2 separate regions of the Zea mays genome follow, and region 2 is linked to region 1. The links are chromatin contacts, called in public Hi-C maps. All regions are on one chromosome and are shown on one strand. Each heading gives the region's core, a stretch centred on a gene start, on an enhancer-like site or on the middle of the called end of the contact. The rest is flanking DNA. Distances are from core to core; before and after follow the strand shown.

Region 1 (3,760 bases), core at 1,173-3,672:
CAACGCGTACGTAGAAGAAAACTAAAGGCCCTACGTACGTACAGTACGTACGTACGTGCAGCGCCACGGAAGAGAGACTTGCGAGAGACGCTACTGCGGCGATCGAGGACCACCAGGCCTGTCCGCAGCCGAGCATGACAGTTTCAAGCGACCATAAATGCGCGGAACCCAAATCACAGCGCGGCATGGGGAATACTACTAAACGAGAACGTAAATTCCTGAAAAGAATATCCGTTGATCGGCCGTGGACGGATATCTAGAAATTAATTAATCGCTGTGGCCTCGCAGATTTGTATTACTGACGAATCAATGTTCTTAGAGATATGCAGGGGATGGGGTATACAGCACATGTATACCCTAGAGAAATACGTCGTAGTACTAGTATTTTGGAGTGGAACTAGAGCCGTTCGACACAAAATGGCACCGTACTCCGCGTAGGACGATGCACCGTACTTTAACGACAAGGCACGATAATGTATAGGAAATCTCTACTATATATAAACAACAGTTTTCACGTAATTAAATGTCTGCCCGCCCCCCTCCACATCTAAATGGTAAAAAACTAAAATTATACACAGATAAAGGATTGGAGCAAACAACCTAGCTCTAAAACTCATACTCACACTCATCTAGACAACAAAACACATATATCTTTTAGTTTATACTCTATATCCAAACTTAAATGAAAATCGTAAAAAAAAGCTAAAATTAAACCAACCTAGGTTACCCCGTTGGCATATCAAGTTTAGACCGGTAACCAAAGCCATGCCAAGTTCATCGTCATCTATCTTCACAAATCCTTTTGTCGTGGGTGGACGCTATGTGTTGGGTTATATGGTTTAGTAGAAACGATATTGGTGTTTGGATCATGTTCACTCAAAACCTATTTACAGGTACTTTACAGAGGGATTTATTGGTGCCGCTTTTCTGGGCACAACTGCAACAACATGAACTGGACAAGGCAATGGTGAATGATGTGTGCCGCACACTGGAGTCGGTGGTCATAGAGATCTTTGCCGGTTTCAGATGGCGGTTCACAAATCTTATCACTGTTTAATTTTTTGCGCTAGTTGTAGTTCTCATACTGCATGATGGTTGTGAGTCAGATTTCTTGTATGTAATAAGAGGTGCGGACCCTCTGTTGAGGTGAAGGTCGTTGATTCTTATTATATATCTAAAAAAAGATCAACACACAACATGCATAGATCCGAATTTGAATTGTGGTTGTTTCTTCCGTCTTTATTTTTACATCATAAACTTCACTAGTAGCTCTTCAGGGGCAACGACAAAATTGGTCCATGCACCGATGTAGACCGCTATACATTGTCAGGTTTAGTTTGAAAGAGATGGTGCCGCGTCCACGATATATAAAAACTCCATGGCCATCACTCTTGCTCCATGGCCATCACTCTTGCTTTTATGATCCAACTGGTTTTCGTGGTAATGCTATGAAGTTGATGCGAATCAATCACCTTAATGTAAAACTGGAAAGCCTATTACTACATACCCATTGGACGAATAATACACATAGAGGTATATTTGTGCGTAACTTCAATTAGTTTAGAGCATGATATAGAACAATATTGAGTTATTCTATGATTCATAAGACAACTATTAGATTCTATAGAGGAGCTACTGTCATCCACCAAAGGATGAATCTAGCTGAAAGTGTCATAAAATTTACCTACATTATCGATGCCACCTATGTTGGCGTATTCCCACGTGCTAGTGGCAGATCTAGGTTTGCTCGTCGTGGCGTTAGCGCATAACGGTCTATCCACAAAAAGGATAATGATTTGTCGGTATCAATCCGACAAAATAAAAGTTTGCTCGTCGTGGCATTAGCACGTAACGGTATGTCCACAAAAGAATAACGATTTGTCGGTATCGATCCGACAAAATACAAGGATGGTGACTTTCTTAAATCAAAATGCAAAGGTAAGTTATTAAAGCACACATTTTGATAAAAATGACAAACAATGGAATACCACCATCTATTACAAGACGAAACAAACAAACATCCACGCCATATATATTGTGCTATTATTAGGATTAAAGCTAGCAGACACTTGGAAATGTAGTCTATTTCTTTCAAATTTCAACGCCCGTAGGAGCGAGCATTTCCATATCTCAACCACGGGTCCACGGCCAAGTTCAAATTTCGACGGGATCGTGCCAAATACTCACCACAGAACACACGAAATGTTCAGGCCCTCGGACACCGCCATGTGGGCCGATTCCACTCAATTGAAAATGGCTCCACGCGTCATGCACTTCGACGGTTCGACGAGCCCCCTCGTCCCTTGTCTCCCGTCACGCGAGCCCCCCCGCACCCCCGGCCGCGCAGCCCACACGCGCAGGCGGCAGGCGCAGTCCGTCACCCTCAACGCGTCCAATGCGGGGTCTGCTGCTGCCGCAATTCATTTTTTCCCTCTTCAGTTCCCGTTTGGTTTCGTCACACCACCCTCCACTGCCTTCCTTCTCGTCGCCCCCTCGTCCACTGCATTAATACTGCCACTCCCCGCCCCCCGTTCCCCTCTCCTCGCACGCTTCCGGAGCTATAAATCTCGGCGCCCCCCGGCTACCGGACCCCGCATTCCCGTGCGCGAGCTCCGGTGATCGCCGGGACCGGCCGGCGGCCATGGGGCAGTGCTACGCGAGGAACGTGCACGGCGTCGACGCCGACGACGGCGGCGTGGGGGCGACCACCATCACGGTCTCGGCGGCGGGAGGGCCGGAGGATGCGGCGTCGGTAGGGGGAGGGGGAGGACGAGGAGGAGGGAGGCGGAGCGCGCGGCCGTCGCCGGCGGGGACGCCGCGCGGGGGCAGGGCCGGGGCCGGGGCGACGCCGGCGCGGTCGTCGGCGGCCGGCAGCCCCTGGGCGCCCGGGCTCCCCGATGGCATCGCGCCGTCGCCGGCGACCTCGGTGTCCACGCCGCGCCGATTCTTCCGCCGCCCGTTCCCGCCGCCGTCCCCGGCCAAGCACATCAAGGCGTCCCTCGCGCGCCGGCTCGGCCACCGGTCGCCGGCCTCCGCGTCGCAGGTGCCCATGCCGCCCGTCGAGGTCCCGATCCAGGAGCACGGGGCGGGAGGCGCCGGGGGTGGCGCTGGGCAGCGGGAGCTTGACAAGAGCTTCGGCTACGACCGCCAGTTCGCCGCCAAGTACGAGCTAGGGAAGGAGGTGGGCCGCGGCCATTTCGGACACACCTGCCTCGTGCGTGCCCGCAAGGGAGACATGAGAGGCCAGGTCCTGGCTGTCAAGGTCATCTCCAAAGCCAAGGTCTTGCTACTCGTGATCTCACACCACTCTTTTACTGAACGCGCGATCTTACCAGTTTCAATGGCCTCGGTTTCTCCAGCGGATCATGAACCAACTATGTGTGTGTTTGGGGGTGTAGAATTGCCGTCCTGTCTTGATCTTTTTAACTCTCGCTTAGTACACCATGGTTTGGTTGTTAGTTTCACAACAATAATCCAGTAACTCTGCATTGCCACTAGCACAGATGTTGCAATCATAAGTTCATCATTTGTTTCTTGGCTGCCTTGCACGGTGATCAGTTTTTTTTTTTTTTTTTTTTTTTTTGCCATGGTATTGGCATTTCCCCGCAGGGTTAGAAGTACATTGTAGAGATCCTGTTTCAGCAATGGCGCATTTAATGCTTTGCCTGTTTATATGATCTGAGTGTTCAGCTGTTCATCCATCTATCCCCTGTTCCTTGCTTTCTTGTTCTTTCTTTAAGCTATTATGGAATAGTAGCTT
Region 2 (3,454 bases), core at 806-3,305, 150 kb after region 1:
AGGGCTAGGATATCACATCCACTATCTCAATAATATTTACTTCAATCCTATCCTAACTTAGATGTTGATTACAACCATCATTCTTCTTTTTGAAGTTGTGGAGAACATAAAAATCAAGCACAATATCTCTCAGTGCATCAATATGATAGTAAGATGCACATTTTAGTAGAAAACAAATTTTTAGAACACTAATAGTGCGCTCAACTTGGTTGCGTAGTTGTGCATGTCTTAAGTTGATTTTTTTGCATTGCTTGTCCTCCAGTTACTTCTGTCTTGCTCTTGCAAATGATACCGAACATTATGGTATGGAGCTATGGGATTTGGAGTAATAGCATATCCTACATGCACTAGAAAAAATCCCAAAAGGGACATAGAAACCATGAGCTAATGCATCTTGCAACACTCGAGTGTCCGAAGTTGATTCTTCCCATCCAGCACTAACATGCACAAATTATCACTTCAAATCACATGCAACCATTACATTCTATGATATATTATCCTTTCTATTATGGTACGAATCTTGAAAACTAGGAGGAATGGTGTTAGGTACATCCGTACATGAGTTCCATTGATTGCTCTAATACAATCCTAAAAATAAGAGGTTACTAACAACAATACACAAGCAAATAAAATAGCATAATCATTTCTAACTTACCTTAAAATATGGCATGAACTTGGAATTGCTAGAAATTTAGATTGGAGTGTTTATTGAGGGAAATTGTATCAACCTTGGTGACGATGAAATGATGGCCTCAAGAACAACATTGAAGTATAGACTAACAATCTTACCACTATGCTAAAATCGTTCTTGAACTGAGCGATTACTTGCATTTTATTGAAAGGCAAAATAGAAAAAATAGTCAATTCTTCTTCAACTGAAACTTCTCTACTATTTGCAAGAAGAATCTTGTCATGAAGGACCCTATGAGCTTGAAAAAACTTTCATTTCCATGCGAAAGTTCCTACTTAGGTTATAGTTTATGGCCTTGGAGAAGTTCTTCGACATGCTTCTTTCCTATAGGAATAAAAGTGTGGATATGTGTACGTTTATGAGAAGAATTACTAGCTGAGCACTCCTTCACAATCTCCATTCCTTCATCTCTTCTCTTTCCATAGAAAGAAAATTCTCCACATCTCTCTTGTTGCATTCACTACTAACCTATCGTGCAGTCTATGGTTAGAAGATATATAAACAATCCACATTTAACAAGGAGAGAGAGAGAGCAGAGAAGAGTATTGCAGTTCTCTTCTTCCGTCGTCATAGTCAATACTTGTAAAACCATAACCTGAATTCAATGGTCATAGTCAACACTTGGGAAAACCATATCATGATTCAACGAGGCCATAAAGGCAAATAATCTTGCCTATTTATTTATTTTTTAACTTTTTAAACCTTGTTTGATGAAAGTGCTCAAGTTGGGTTTTCTTTCAGATTTAGGAAAGCAGGATACGGGTGGACTTCTGATATGTCATTTTTGGAGAACTTTTGATAAATGTTGTGCCGTAGTTGCATAGCTAGACAAACAAACCATGGCATCTGGAATTTTATTTTACGTACGCAGTCGTAATATTTTGCTGCTTTAGATATATGTGCATCAAAGCTATAATCTAATTCTTGACTGTGCTGTTATGCAACAGTGGATTGCTCCGAGGAGGTTTTTTTTATTCTGTAGATTTTCCATGTTTCAGCATTCTGAAATATGCGACGCCGTTAGCAGGTGCTCTGAAATATGCAGAGTACTTAGCATTTTCTTCTACCTCTGTTTTGAATGGAAACTGATGTAAGAAACACTTTGTCTTCAAACATGTCCTGAGTTAAACTGCTGTAGAAAAAATAATGTAGTCATGTCATAGCATTCTAAAACTATGGTATTGCAAAATTATGGTTTTGAGATACAGCGCGGCGCGGGCCGCGACGCGCACTGTCTCCACGGCGCCCCAGCTCCCTGGCCCTGGCTCGGCTCGATGAGACACACACGGCGCACGGGACCTCGCGGGCCCACTTGGCGGCGTGCGCGGGGGCTATAAAAGGCGTGGCCCTCGCCTCCCAACCTCCCTCGCTCGGCACCGCAAACAAACAGAATCCACAAGGGAGGCAGAGGCAGACCCGACCCGAATCACCGCCGTCGTCGTCGTTGAGAAGAGACAAAGTGGAGGAGTAGGCCATGTCCAACGTGCCCACCTCCCTCCGCGATTCCTCCCTCACCGTCTTCCGCCTCGCCATCTCCAGCTCCGACCCCTGGCCCTTCTCTTCCTGCCTGTAACCACCATCAGCCCCCGGCCGGCCGGCTTCTTCGTCCTCCTTCCTGATCGAGCAACCACCACAAGCAAGCAAAAAGAACACCGAGCTCCTTCCTGGTGACCATCATGCCCGGCAGGCATCATCATCATCAGCAGCAGCAGCAGCTGGCGGCGGTGGCGCCCAAGGGGTGCGTGACGGTGCGCGTGGGCCTGGAGGGCGAGGAGCAGCGCCGGTTCGCGGTCCCGCTGGGCCACCTCAAGCACCCGCTCTTCGGCGCGCTGCTGGAGGAGGCCGAGCGCGAGTACGGCTTCCGGCACCAGGGCGCCCTCGCCATCCCCTGCCGCGTCGACCGCTTCGTCCAGGTGGAGCACCTCATCGGCCAGGACCTCCGCGGGACCAGCTGCGCCCAGCACCTCGTGGACCTCGACGGCGCCCTGGCAAGCGGCGGCGGAGCGCACCACCACCACCAGCACCACCACCTGCACCTGCCGCGCTTCGTTGGCTGCTTCCGCGCCTGATCGACGGCGGGCCGCGCGTCGAGCGAGGTGGTTGCTTGCTTTGGTTGATTAACTAGCACTTTGGTTTGGCTCGTCGTCCTTTTCCCCCGAATTTTTTGTATTTTAGCCCTTAAACAGAAGTAAAATCACATTTAGACCTAAAAAAATTTTAAATGCAGTTTTGCACCCTTTGCTCGGCGCCATAGGCTATGGCGCCGAGCTAACACAGCTCGGCGCCATAGGCTATGGCGCCGAGGTCGTGTTGCGTTGGCACACCCCAGACGCGTGGCGTCGACGTGGAACCGAGCTCGGCGCCACAGATCTTGGCGCCGAGCTCGGTTGTGTTATTAAAATATTTGTTGCAGACATTAGCACAAAGCCCATCTAGCCCACTTGGTAGAGCACAAGGTTTCTAACCATGTGGTCATGGGTTCAAGCCCCATAGTTTGCATTTTTTTTGTTTTTTTTTGTTTATGTCGTTGGTGTGTCCGCTTAAATTTATTTCTCGCCTAGATTTTTTTTTATCTTTGTTTTGTCACTGAAGTCAGTTCAGCTTATATAATTTACCTATACTTACACTGAAGTTGCCACAGACCTATTCTTGATCTCAACCTGGGGGTACATCTAATGTAGTATCCAAAAAATTTAACACGCACTTTACAGATAATTGATGGCGGTGTAGAACTTCTGGAGTTAAAACAAAGAGAATGGGATT

The links. A called contact is a pair of places that touch in the nucleus more often than the background predicts.
Region 2: a contact with region 1 is called in a Hi-C map of leaf, with 6 times the contacts expected there. The contact joins the promoter of LOC100191931 here to the promoter of LOC103626108 in region 1. A contact is called at or near these places in 5 of 25 Hi-C or Micro-C datasets (ear, endosperm, leaf and 2 more).

What each region holds. Positions count from the first base shown.
Region 1 is chr5:23,751,903-23,755,662 of Zm-B73-REFERENCE-NAM-5.0, forward strand. LOC103626108 (CDPK-related kinase 3) reads left to right here and starts at 2,423. Exons shown (of 11, transcript XM_008646484.3): 1 at 2,423-3,280. The coding sequence starts at 2,642.
Region 2 is chr5:23,897,994-23,901,447 of Zm-B73-REFERENCE-NAM-5.0, forward strand. It overlaps LOC100191931 (SAUR56-auxin-responsive SAUR family member), which reads left to right and starts at 2,056. Exons shown (of 2, transcript NM_001352152.1): 1 at 2,056-2,787; 2 at 3,403-3,454. The coding sequence starts at 2,368. The coding sequence ends at 2,760. LOC111589304 (a long non-coding RNA gene) reads right to left here. Exons shown (of 2, transcript XR_002748318.2): 2 at 3,327-3,454.